Linked DNA regions of Zea mays: regions 1 and 3 are each linked to region 2. The links are chromatin contacts, called in public Hi-C maps. All regions are on one chromosome and are shown on one strand. The core of a region is the stretch at or near the end of the contact, and the rest is flanking DNA. Distances in the headings are between cores, read along the strand shown. Region 1 holds the start of LOC100192938 (putative RING zinc finger domain superfamily protein). Region 2 holds the start of LOC100280674 (cyclin-A2). Region 3 holds the start of LOC103640486 (vegetative cell wall protein gp1).

The links. Hi-C and Micro-C count contacts between places; a contact is called where the count stands out from the background.
Region 1: a contact with region 2 is called in a Hi-C map of ear, with 3 times the contacts expected there. The contact joins the promoter of LOC100192938 here to the promoter of LOC100280674 in region 2. A contact is called at or near these places in 3 of 25 Hi-C or Micro-C datasets (ear, endosperm and tassel).
Region 3: a contact with region 2 is called in a Hi-C map of bundle sheath, with 3 times the contacts expected there. The contact joins the promoter of LOC103640486 here to the promoter of LOC100280674 in region 2. A contact is called at or near these places in 2 of 25 Hi-C or Micro-C datasets (bundle sheath and tassel).

What each region holds. Positions count from the first base shown.
Region 1 is chr1:165,031,296-165,034,211 of Zm-B73-REFERENCE-NAM-5.0, forward strand. It overlaps LOC100192938 (putative RING zinc finger domain superfamily protein), which reads right to left and starts at 1,257. Exons shown (of 3, transcript NM_001138119.2): 1 at 1,040-1,257; 2 at 103-329. The coding sequence starts at 1,183.
Region 2 is chr1:165,416,007-165,419,207 of Zm-B73-REFERENCE-NAM-5.0, forward strand. LOC100280674 (cyclin-A2) reads left to right here and starts at 1,454. Exons shown (of 7, transcript NM_001408116.1): 1 at 1,454-2,370; 2 at 2,472-2,704; 3 at 2,796-2,948; 4 at 3,066-3,123; 5 at 3,200-3,201. The coding sequence starts at 1,876.
Region 3 is chr1:164,945,648-164,948,616 of Zm-B73-REFERENCE-NAM-5.0, forward strand. LOC103640486 (vegetative cell wall protein gp1) reads left to right here and starts at 1,569. Exons shown (of 2, transcript XM_008663091.4): 1 at 1,569-2,545. The coding sequence starts at 1,922.

The DNA of each region.
Region 1 (2,916 bases), core at 7-2,506, 380 kb before region 2:
AACGGACGAGAGCACACACAGCAAGCGTAGATGTAGATTGATGAGCGTGTTGCCAGATTTAATTACGTGCAGCTAATAAGAGTTTGGTTAACGCACGAGGACCTTCGTCCCGCCGCCAGGACCAGGTCCACGCTGCCGAGCCTCTGAAGGAGCCGTTCCCTGGCCTGCTGCACGGCGTCGGGAAGCCGGCCGTGGTCCGACCCCGACGTGCTGCGGTGGTGAAGCCCTGCGCTGGAGGCCGTGTGAAGAAGCCCTGCTGCCTTTCCGACTGGCCCCGGAGGCTTGGCTGCAGCAGCGTGATCCCTTTGGTGCCCTGGAACATCATGCTCCTGTGCAGCTAGATTCAGTAGCTAAACTACTGCCAAGCTTTGTTCGCAAATGTAGATGAATTGAAGGGAACACATCAACACACACACATGATAACACAAATTTGCCCATTCAAGTTTATACCAATTGTACAAGCCCACATCGTTTTTACACTCTCTTTTCTTTTGACTAATATTTTGAGAGGCTGCAATCATCCATGCCAGGGATTCATCCATGCTTTCTAACTTAGGATATCCTCTGTTTTTTTTTTTTGCCTGCTAGGTTCGCTACAATAATACTCTGCCTAGTTCGAGATGGACTATGAGCTAACTTCTCATTCAAGCGGTGCCGAATATTCCAGGACGCTGGTGGACTCCTCGATGCTCCTGAAGAACGAGGAGGCTAGGCCTAGGCCTTCATCGAAACCGAATTACTGATGGACTCCTCAACCATAAGGGTGTACAGTACAGTACACTAGACATCTGCATCCATCGGCAGCTCTGCTCCACCAAGAAAACACCAACCTTTTTTCTCCGTTACGGATACGATCTGCAGTCTGCTGGAAGACCGGAGTTTTGGAATCAAGAAGAAAACCCTCCGGTTTCTTCACTCGGGGAAAACGCAAAAGGCCGCGGCTTTAATTTACTTATTTATTTATGTAAGCAAACAAAACGGCAGGAGGTGAGAGGGAACGGAACGGCAGCGTGTTGTTGGGTACTCGGTCAGTACTCACCGGCTTCTGGTGAGAGGAGGAGAGGGAGCCGCTGCGGCGGCGGCGGCGGGGGCGGCGGGGGTCGGGAGGCTCGGGACCCGGGTCGTCAGGCGGCGCCGGCGCGGGGCGGCGCTGGAAGTAGACGAGCTTGGAGGCGATCGGCATGCAGGAGGGGCAGCTGAGAGCTGAGAGGGGAGAGGAGCCTAGCCGTGGCGAACTGTTACAGCTCCACCCCAGCTGCTTTCTTTCTCTCAGCTCTCAGCTCATATAGTGGCGTCGTCGGTCAGTGCTGAATTGCCTTTCTTGGTGTACTCCTTCGCGATGGGGGTTATTCAGGGGGTCAATCTTGTCGCTAATCTTGTTCGTAGAAAGCGACAGATATTTCGTGTCTGTTTTCTTTCCGTGCGCTGCAAGTGCGAGGTCAGACGGGAGAACTGTAGACGCGTGGAGGTGGACGGGAGAAAGGCAAATCCAGGGCGTCCAGCACATATTATGCAAATGGAACTGGCAAGAGCAACGTCATCAGTTACAGTTAGGCTTATTAAGCTGACGGTTACTTCAGGAGTTAATGCTACCCTCCTCTTTTTGCGCTTTTACTCCATCGGTGCTTTTGCTTGAAAAACACACACTCTCCGCATCGTACTCGCTCTCTCCCTCCAAAATTAAAATCCTTTTTTACCGTTTTAGTATATTTGTCTATATCCCTTATCACCCATACAAATGGAGACATAAAAATTTAGAGCTAAAACGACTTCTAGTTTAGAGCGGAGGGAGTACAATAGTATATGTCGAAGAGGAAATCTTCGGCCGGGTGGCGGAATGCACCCGCCCTAAATCCTAAGATGAGGAGGGACCTAAGCGTTTTGCTTGTCTGCTAAGCGATGAACGAATCATAAGAACACACAACAGTTTAGAGTGGTTCGGGCCGCCGGAGCATAATACCCTACTCCACTGTGTGATGTATTGAGCTCGGGAGCTTGTATGAACTTGTGAGCCTGAGATGGATCTAAGTGTGTCTGAGTCTTGTAACGTTGCGTGCCTCCCCTTTTATAGCTAAAGGGGGGCATGTACAAGGGTGCTGAGCCCCGACATGCGGGCCCAGGGACATAACAGATGTAACACTTGAAGCAACTAATGCTGGTCGCCAGTGCAATCTTCTTGTGCCCTGATATCTGCGGTCTACGTAGCATTGGCGTGCAGCGGAAGTTTCCCTAGCAACGTACGAGTGATGATGAGCACAGTGCACCTCGCAATACGGGCGTACTGCCTGCCAACGAAATTGACAGGCACGCCGCCTGCGGGACGGTCTGGTCGTCGCCTGCCAGCAGAGTGGACAGGGCACATTTAATGCTGAGGCGGCACATCGCTTGTCAGTGGAGTAGACAGGGTGCATTTAATGTTGAGGCGGCACATCACCTGCCAGTTTGACAGGCGACACGCCTCACCCGCAATAAATGCGCGCGGCCCAGAGGCCTTACGTCCGGCTCCGCCCGTTGGCTTACGTCACAGGCAGCTGGCCACGTGGCAGCATCGGGTCTCCGCCTGAGCGGGGAGCAGAGACGTACGCAATATGGTTCGGAAACGTGTCGGCTCCGGACCCCCGCCTGGCCTTGATTAAGGTCCGGGTACTCCTCCTAGAATCCCGGGAGCTTGTTGTGAGCGACTTGGGCCCCACACAGGGAGGTCCGGTTCCCGTCTCGGGGGTCCAGTTTATACTCGCGGAGGTCCTGGATCCTGCCCGGAGGTTCGGGCTGTGTATCCAGGGGTCCGACACTTTCCCGTGGGGGGCCGGACCCACTGTTGACACCATGGAGTATATTGTCTCCTCCGGCCACGTGGCGGCCCCAGTGCCGCCCATGTGGCGGGGTCAGCCGCTGTTTGCCACATGGCTAGAGGCA
Region 2 (3,201 bases), core at 204-2,703:
ATGTATCACCATTGGGTTCTATTGCCAACCCGTTATGATTCCCTCATTACCGGATCCGAAGTTTATTTTGAACACATGCTCATATCTCTCTCACTTGTTCTTCTCTCTCCATATTTTATATATGTCCTCTCTATCCTGCTCTCGACCAGCTAGTCTCCTCTCTCTAGATTCTGCAGTCAAGCTTCCAATCTACAAGCCTCTCCACTATCCTCATCCCCTTATCTCACTAGGGATGTGGGGGTTGGTCTAGCGCAAGGGCACAAGCGAGAAAGAGGATAGGTAGAGCTATCGGCGTGAGGGTATGAGGGCACGATGGAGATCCCCACCGAGCAACGATGTCTTCGCATCACTTGGCGAGGCGGGTGAAGACCTAGCTCCCGAATTATCGAAATAGTGACTCGACGAGGTGGGCAGCAACCTAGCCCCCGAGCTATCGAAGTAGTGACTCGATGAGGCGGGCAACAGCCTAGGCCCCAAGCTGTCAAAGTAGTGACTCGGCAAGGCCGGTGAGGCGGGCAGCAGCCCAGCCCCCGAGCTGTCAAAGTAGTGACTCGATGGGGCAGGTAGTGGTCTAGCCCCGAGCCATCGGAGTGGTCGGCGAGCTTGATGTTTGATCATGTAACTTTGAGCATTGAACTTTGAAGATCCTTTTATGACTTACTTATGACCTGCATGTAGTTAAGGATATTTTTATGGCATGAAAAAAATGTAGGAAAATTGCTATGCAAGAAGGAGATTTGTTTGAGTTATGACGTAATAATTGAGTATGTGCTGTGGAGGCACAGCGAGAGTGTGTAACGCTGTTTATGAGAGCGAGAATTGTGTCTACACAAGTTTACTATTGTGTTTGGGGAAAAAATAAATATGAAAAAAGAAATATGGGTTAAAGGTTAATTGGATTGTTGCTGTTACATCTATCTTGATCAGACAACTAAAGTATCTTAGATAGATGAAGAATTACGAGGCCGAAGCACTGGTCCTCTCGTCAGGGAGGCGCTAGGGCCCAGGCTGGTGGCCAGGTAGCCTCGAGCCCACGGGGAACGTTGCCAGCTGGGAAAAAAATTTGGTGCAGCACTGCTGCAAACCAGAGTGGTTTGCAGCCTCTCACAAAAAGGTGGATGGACCCCACCTGCAGATCCACCAGATAACATTTTTGTTGCTGCGGGTGGGGTCTATCCTCTTTTTTGTGAGAAGCTGCAAACACTCTGATTTGCAGCAGTGCTGCACCAAATTTTTTTCCGCCAGCTGCTCTGCTCCTGTTCGTGCTCGGCCGGACTGCTCGTGCGCCGGCGACCGGGCGAGGCGTACGGGCTCCTACCGCCCGCTGGGCCACGTGGGCTCCCAAAAGGCCAAAGTGGCAGGACATTGTGGTGGCCCGCGCCTCGGATTTTCGGAAATATTTTTTCGCTAGCCGTCCCGCCTAATCACACACTGGCACACATTGACAGACCACCGTCAGGGCTGTCAGATGCTCTCGGTCCCCTCCCCCCCCCCCCCCCCCCCCCCCCACCACACACAAAATTTTAATCCCAGGGGCCGCGAAGGAAAAGAAAAAAAAACTGGTCCCCTCCGCCCTCCGCCGTACCACCGCGCCTCCGCATTTCGCATCAAGCCAGAGCGGGGGCAGAGGCGCCTCTCCCGCCGGAGACCCGAGCGAGAACCGCCGCTTCCCCCTCCTTCTCCTCATTTTGAAATCGCGTTTTGGCGGCCTATCTCCTCCGCACCGCGCACCATCTCTCCTCCGCTGCAACGCTACTTAACCGCCTCGATTTGCTCCCCATTTCCCCGTCCAGCCTAGATAGACCTGAGCCGAAACCCTAGGACCCCGCGCCTCCGCTTCCGCTTCCCCCTCTCCCGCAGCTGACGAGGCCGACGATGGGGGACAAGGAGAACGCACCTCCCTTGGGGGCCCGGGGCGCGGCGGCGCCCCGGCTCACGCGGGCCGCGGCCAAGCGAGCTGCGGCGGCGGCGGCGGCGGCGGAGGGTCCGGGCGACGCCAAGCGGCGGCGGGTGGCGCTCGGGGAGCTCCCGGCGCTCGCCAACAACGCCGGCCTCCGCGCGCCGTCCTGCCCCGTCAAGCCCTCGAAGCCTGCGTCCAGGCCCGGGAGGCACGCGAGGAATGTTGCGCCGGAGGCCCGCGGGCCCTCCTCCGCCCACGAGGCCGAGCGCTGCGCGTCCTCCCCGCCGCGCACCGCCGACGCCGACGCCGAGTCTAACTCCGTCTCCAACCCCGCGCCGCGCGCCACCGCCTACGCCGACTCCTGCGCTTCCTCCTCGCCGCCGCGCGCCGCCGCCGCCGGGGCGCCCGCCGACCCCCAGCTCTGCGGGTCCTACGCCTCCGACATCTACACCTACCTCCGCTCCCTGGAGGTACTCAGCTCCGTTCTTCTCCAACCCCTGGCATCTCCGCGGATTCGACATCTGCGCCGATCTGACGCTGGCTTGCTACGGATTTGGGGCTGCGGGTGCAGGTGGAGCCGCAGCGGCGGTCCAGACCCGATTACATCGAGGCGGTGCAGGCGGACGTTACGGCGCACATGCGCGGCATCCTCGTCGACTGGCTGGTCGAGGTCGCCGAGGAGTATAAGCTCGTCGCCGACACCCTGTACCTCGCCATCTCCTATGTGGATCGCTTCCTCTCCGTCAATGCGCTCGGCCGCGACAAGCTGCAGCTCCTTGGCGTCGCCTCCATGCTCATTGCTGCGTAAGTGCCACTTGCCATCCGCATTGTGTCATTTGCTTCTAATTCTAGGGCATTGCACAATTGGGGATTGATTTGGGTCCGGCGCTCACAGGAAGTATGAGGAGATCAGCCCGCCGCACCCGGAGGACTTTTGCTACATCACAGACAACACCTACACCAAAGAGGAGCTCCTCAAGATGGAGAGCGATATACTCAAGCTTCTCAAGTTCGAGTTGGGCAATCCTACCATTAAGACCTTCCTGAGGTGGCACGCTCACTGACCCACAAGTTCATAATTTCATGTAATTGCTTATTTCCATTTGACAGTGTTGGCTAATGGGTTATCTGCTACCACATATCTCTTTTGTTTTGCTGATTTCAGGCGGTTCACAAGATCTGCCCATGAAGACAAGAAGGTTGCTAACCCATTCTTATTTATGGTATCCAATTCTAACTGTTCTCTCTTCTTTCAACGTGCATTGATGTCTGATGTTTTTTTTTGCATCCCTGTTGCAGCG
Region 3 (2,969 bases), core at 319-2,818, 470 kb before region 2:
ATAGATAATATGAAGACCAAACAAAAAAATTAGACAGAAACTTTTACCTCTTTGTCGGGGATGAGATCCTCGGTCCCTATGGCCCATCGGTCAAAGAGCGCACTAGGGAAAGGCCTCTAGCAACTGGGCCCTGCTGGTTAGCCGGAGGAGATAGGAACGACTACCCTGAGACACCCACCCCCGGACGAACCTCGCGGCACTGAGCCCAAGGTCGGGTGTGGTGGAACCTGACAGGGGGCTGGGCGCGTCGAAGCGAAACTACTCGAGTGGATGTTGTGCCTGGCCCGAGACCGACTCGTCATAAGTGACCGACTACATTAACTACGCCTGGCGATGAGTCGTGGCAGAGGCACCGGCCCACTTCCCACTCATGACTGACGAACCCCTCAGACTGCGACACATTTATTGCCCATGCACTCTAGGCCTACGACGCACTCATGGTCTATCGGGACTAGGCTTGAGTGTGCAGAACGCTGGCAGGGCGCTATGATGCCCGCGCCACCCGCCATAGAGAATACATGACAATCGGACGACCACGAGACCAACGAGCACGCGTGGCTTCACCATGGTAGAACGTTTGGTTTACCACTGGTGCCCGACCCCTTCCTCGACCTATAAAAGGAAGAGGTTAGTCCCCGGACCAAAGGATCTCGGGCAGACAGATGCACGCACAAGGACGGACCTAGACGAGAAGACGCCCAGAAGGACCGACGAATAGGAGTACGCACCGACGATAACCCAGAGACCGGAGCCCCGCCATCAAGCCAAGACTTAGCTAGGACTCCACTCTGTCACCCTTAGCTCCACCTCTACCATGATAAGAGACTTGGGAAACTCTCCTCCCTCTCTCGCCCGCTTGTAACTCCTACTACGTGCTTTGATCTTCAATGGTGTCGGTTAGCGCAAGCCGCCGATGACTGGAAGTAGAAACATCCTGTCCGAACCAATATAAATCTTACGTCCACCGTGTATACCGTCCGAACACCGGAACACACACAATCAGTGGCGGTCCCAGCTGCTACGCTTAGGATGTGCCGAAAAAATATCAAAAAAAAAAAAGAAACAAAAAATAGTTATCAATAAGACTCGAACCTTGACTCACAATATCAAAAAATAATACTTACACCACTATGTTAACTACCCTTATATGATTTTAGGGTGTGCCGTTCATTATATGGACCATCCACTAGGTCCACCATGCATATAATAAATTACTTGTCGGAGAGATGTTTGAAACATCCACCGTCTTCAAAATTGAGCGTAGATACTGTACCTGCAGAGCATCGTGACATTGCTTGCCACTTAAGTAAAAAAAAAGAACAAAGCTCCTTTAGTTTTGCTAAAAGGGAAACCTGAGAGATCCGCCCGAAATTGGAAGAGGACAAAACAGAGACGGAGGAACAGACAAAGCTAGCGTCACCGTCAAAGTAGAGAGGAGCCCCATTAGTCATTACCACGAATCATTTTTTTGTGGCTTTGTGAGTGGTCGGTACTCGGTAGCTAAGATCATCTTTTGTGCTAATCTTGCACTAATCACCATCATAGTTTGAGCATTTCACTATCTCATCAGCCATCGACCACCACGCCGTGTCAGTTCTTCAAAAAAGCTTCTCCTAGACCCCTAGCCCACTCTCTCCCTCTTCATGCAGTCGTGTTGCAGTGCATCATCAGCCTTTGTTCAGTCATGACCACGAGACGAGAGACAGCACCACACGCAGACGCAGAGGCAGGTCCTTTCACATGCCCACGACGCACAGCCTTTACCACCGCTGCTCTGCTCCCCTCAAAGCCAAGGCCAGTAGAAACCAGCCCAGCTTGCTCTCTCTGCTCTTCCCCCTCACACTTCTCCCTCGCTCATCACTCATAGTCACACAGTCACACTACAGAGCCCAGAGCCCTAGTGTCCTCCCCTCCCCTCCCCATGGCCCCTCACCGCCTCCTCCAGCTTCTACTGCTCCTCGCCGCCGCCATGACCACCGCCCGGTCCCAGACCCAGTCACCAGCCGCCGCGCCATCCACCTCACCCTCCTCTACCGCCGCCGCCGCCCCAAGCCCCTCATCCTCCTCCTCCCCGCCGCCCTCCAAGGACACCCACATCTCCACCTCGCCCGCCGCGTCCCCGTCCTCGTCCCACGCCGGCGCCAAGCTCACCTCCCCGGCCGCCTCCCCCGCGCCCACCCACTCCCCGACCCCACCGACGCCACCGCCGTCTCCGCCCACCCCAGCCCCCACCAGCTCCTCGCCGCCGCCCGCATTGCCGCCCCCGGCCGCGGCGCCGGCGCCGGCGCCCGTGGGCGCGAGCGCCCCTCCGCCCGCCGCGTCCTCCCCGCCGGTCCCAGCGCCGACGCTCGCCCCCGCGCCGTCGTCGTCCCCTCCGGCCCCGGCGCCCGTCCTCGCGGCGCCCGCGCCCGCGCCCAGCAAGAAGCCGACGCCGACGAAGAAGAAGCACGCGCCAGCACCGCTCGCGGCCGCGTCCCCGGCCACCGGCACCGGCACCGGCGTGGGCCTCGCCCCCGGCCCTGGCCCCTCCACCGCCGACATGATGGTACGTGACCCACTGGCACTGCGCTCCACCTCTCTCCGTACCACGTACTGTAGTAGCTAGAGCAGAGCAGCCGGGGCAGGCTAGCCGCACTACGCTTGCATTGCACACGTGTTGGGACCGCAGCCGTCGGGTATTCCGAACCCAGGCGCATTTGATCCCACCACCACTACCGGGCAGGCGGGCACAGTCGCACAGGCAAGCATGCAGGCAGTCAGTGAGTCAGGCACCGGCCAGCGGGCGCGGAGACCGAGGCACTCGCGCTGCTGACGCGCGGGACCCCGCGCGTCAGCGAGAGGCAGGCATGCGTGTCGGGTCAAAGCACGGGAGGCTGGCCGGCGAACCCGGTCGAGCTGCGGGCCCCGCGCACGCGTACCCGTGCGGACAGCACTCCTACTCGATGCTTCGTGGGCCGGGCCCTGGTGGA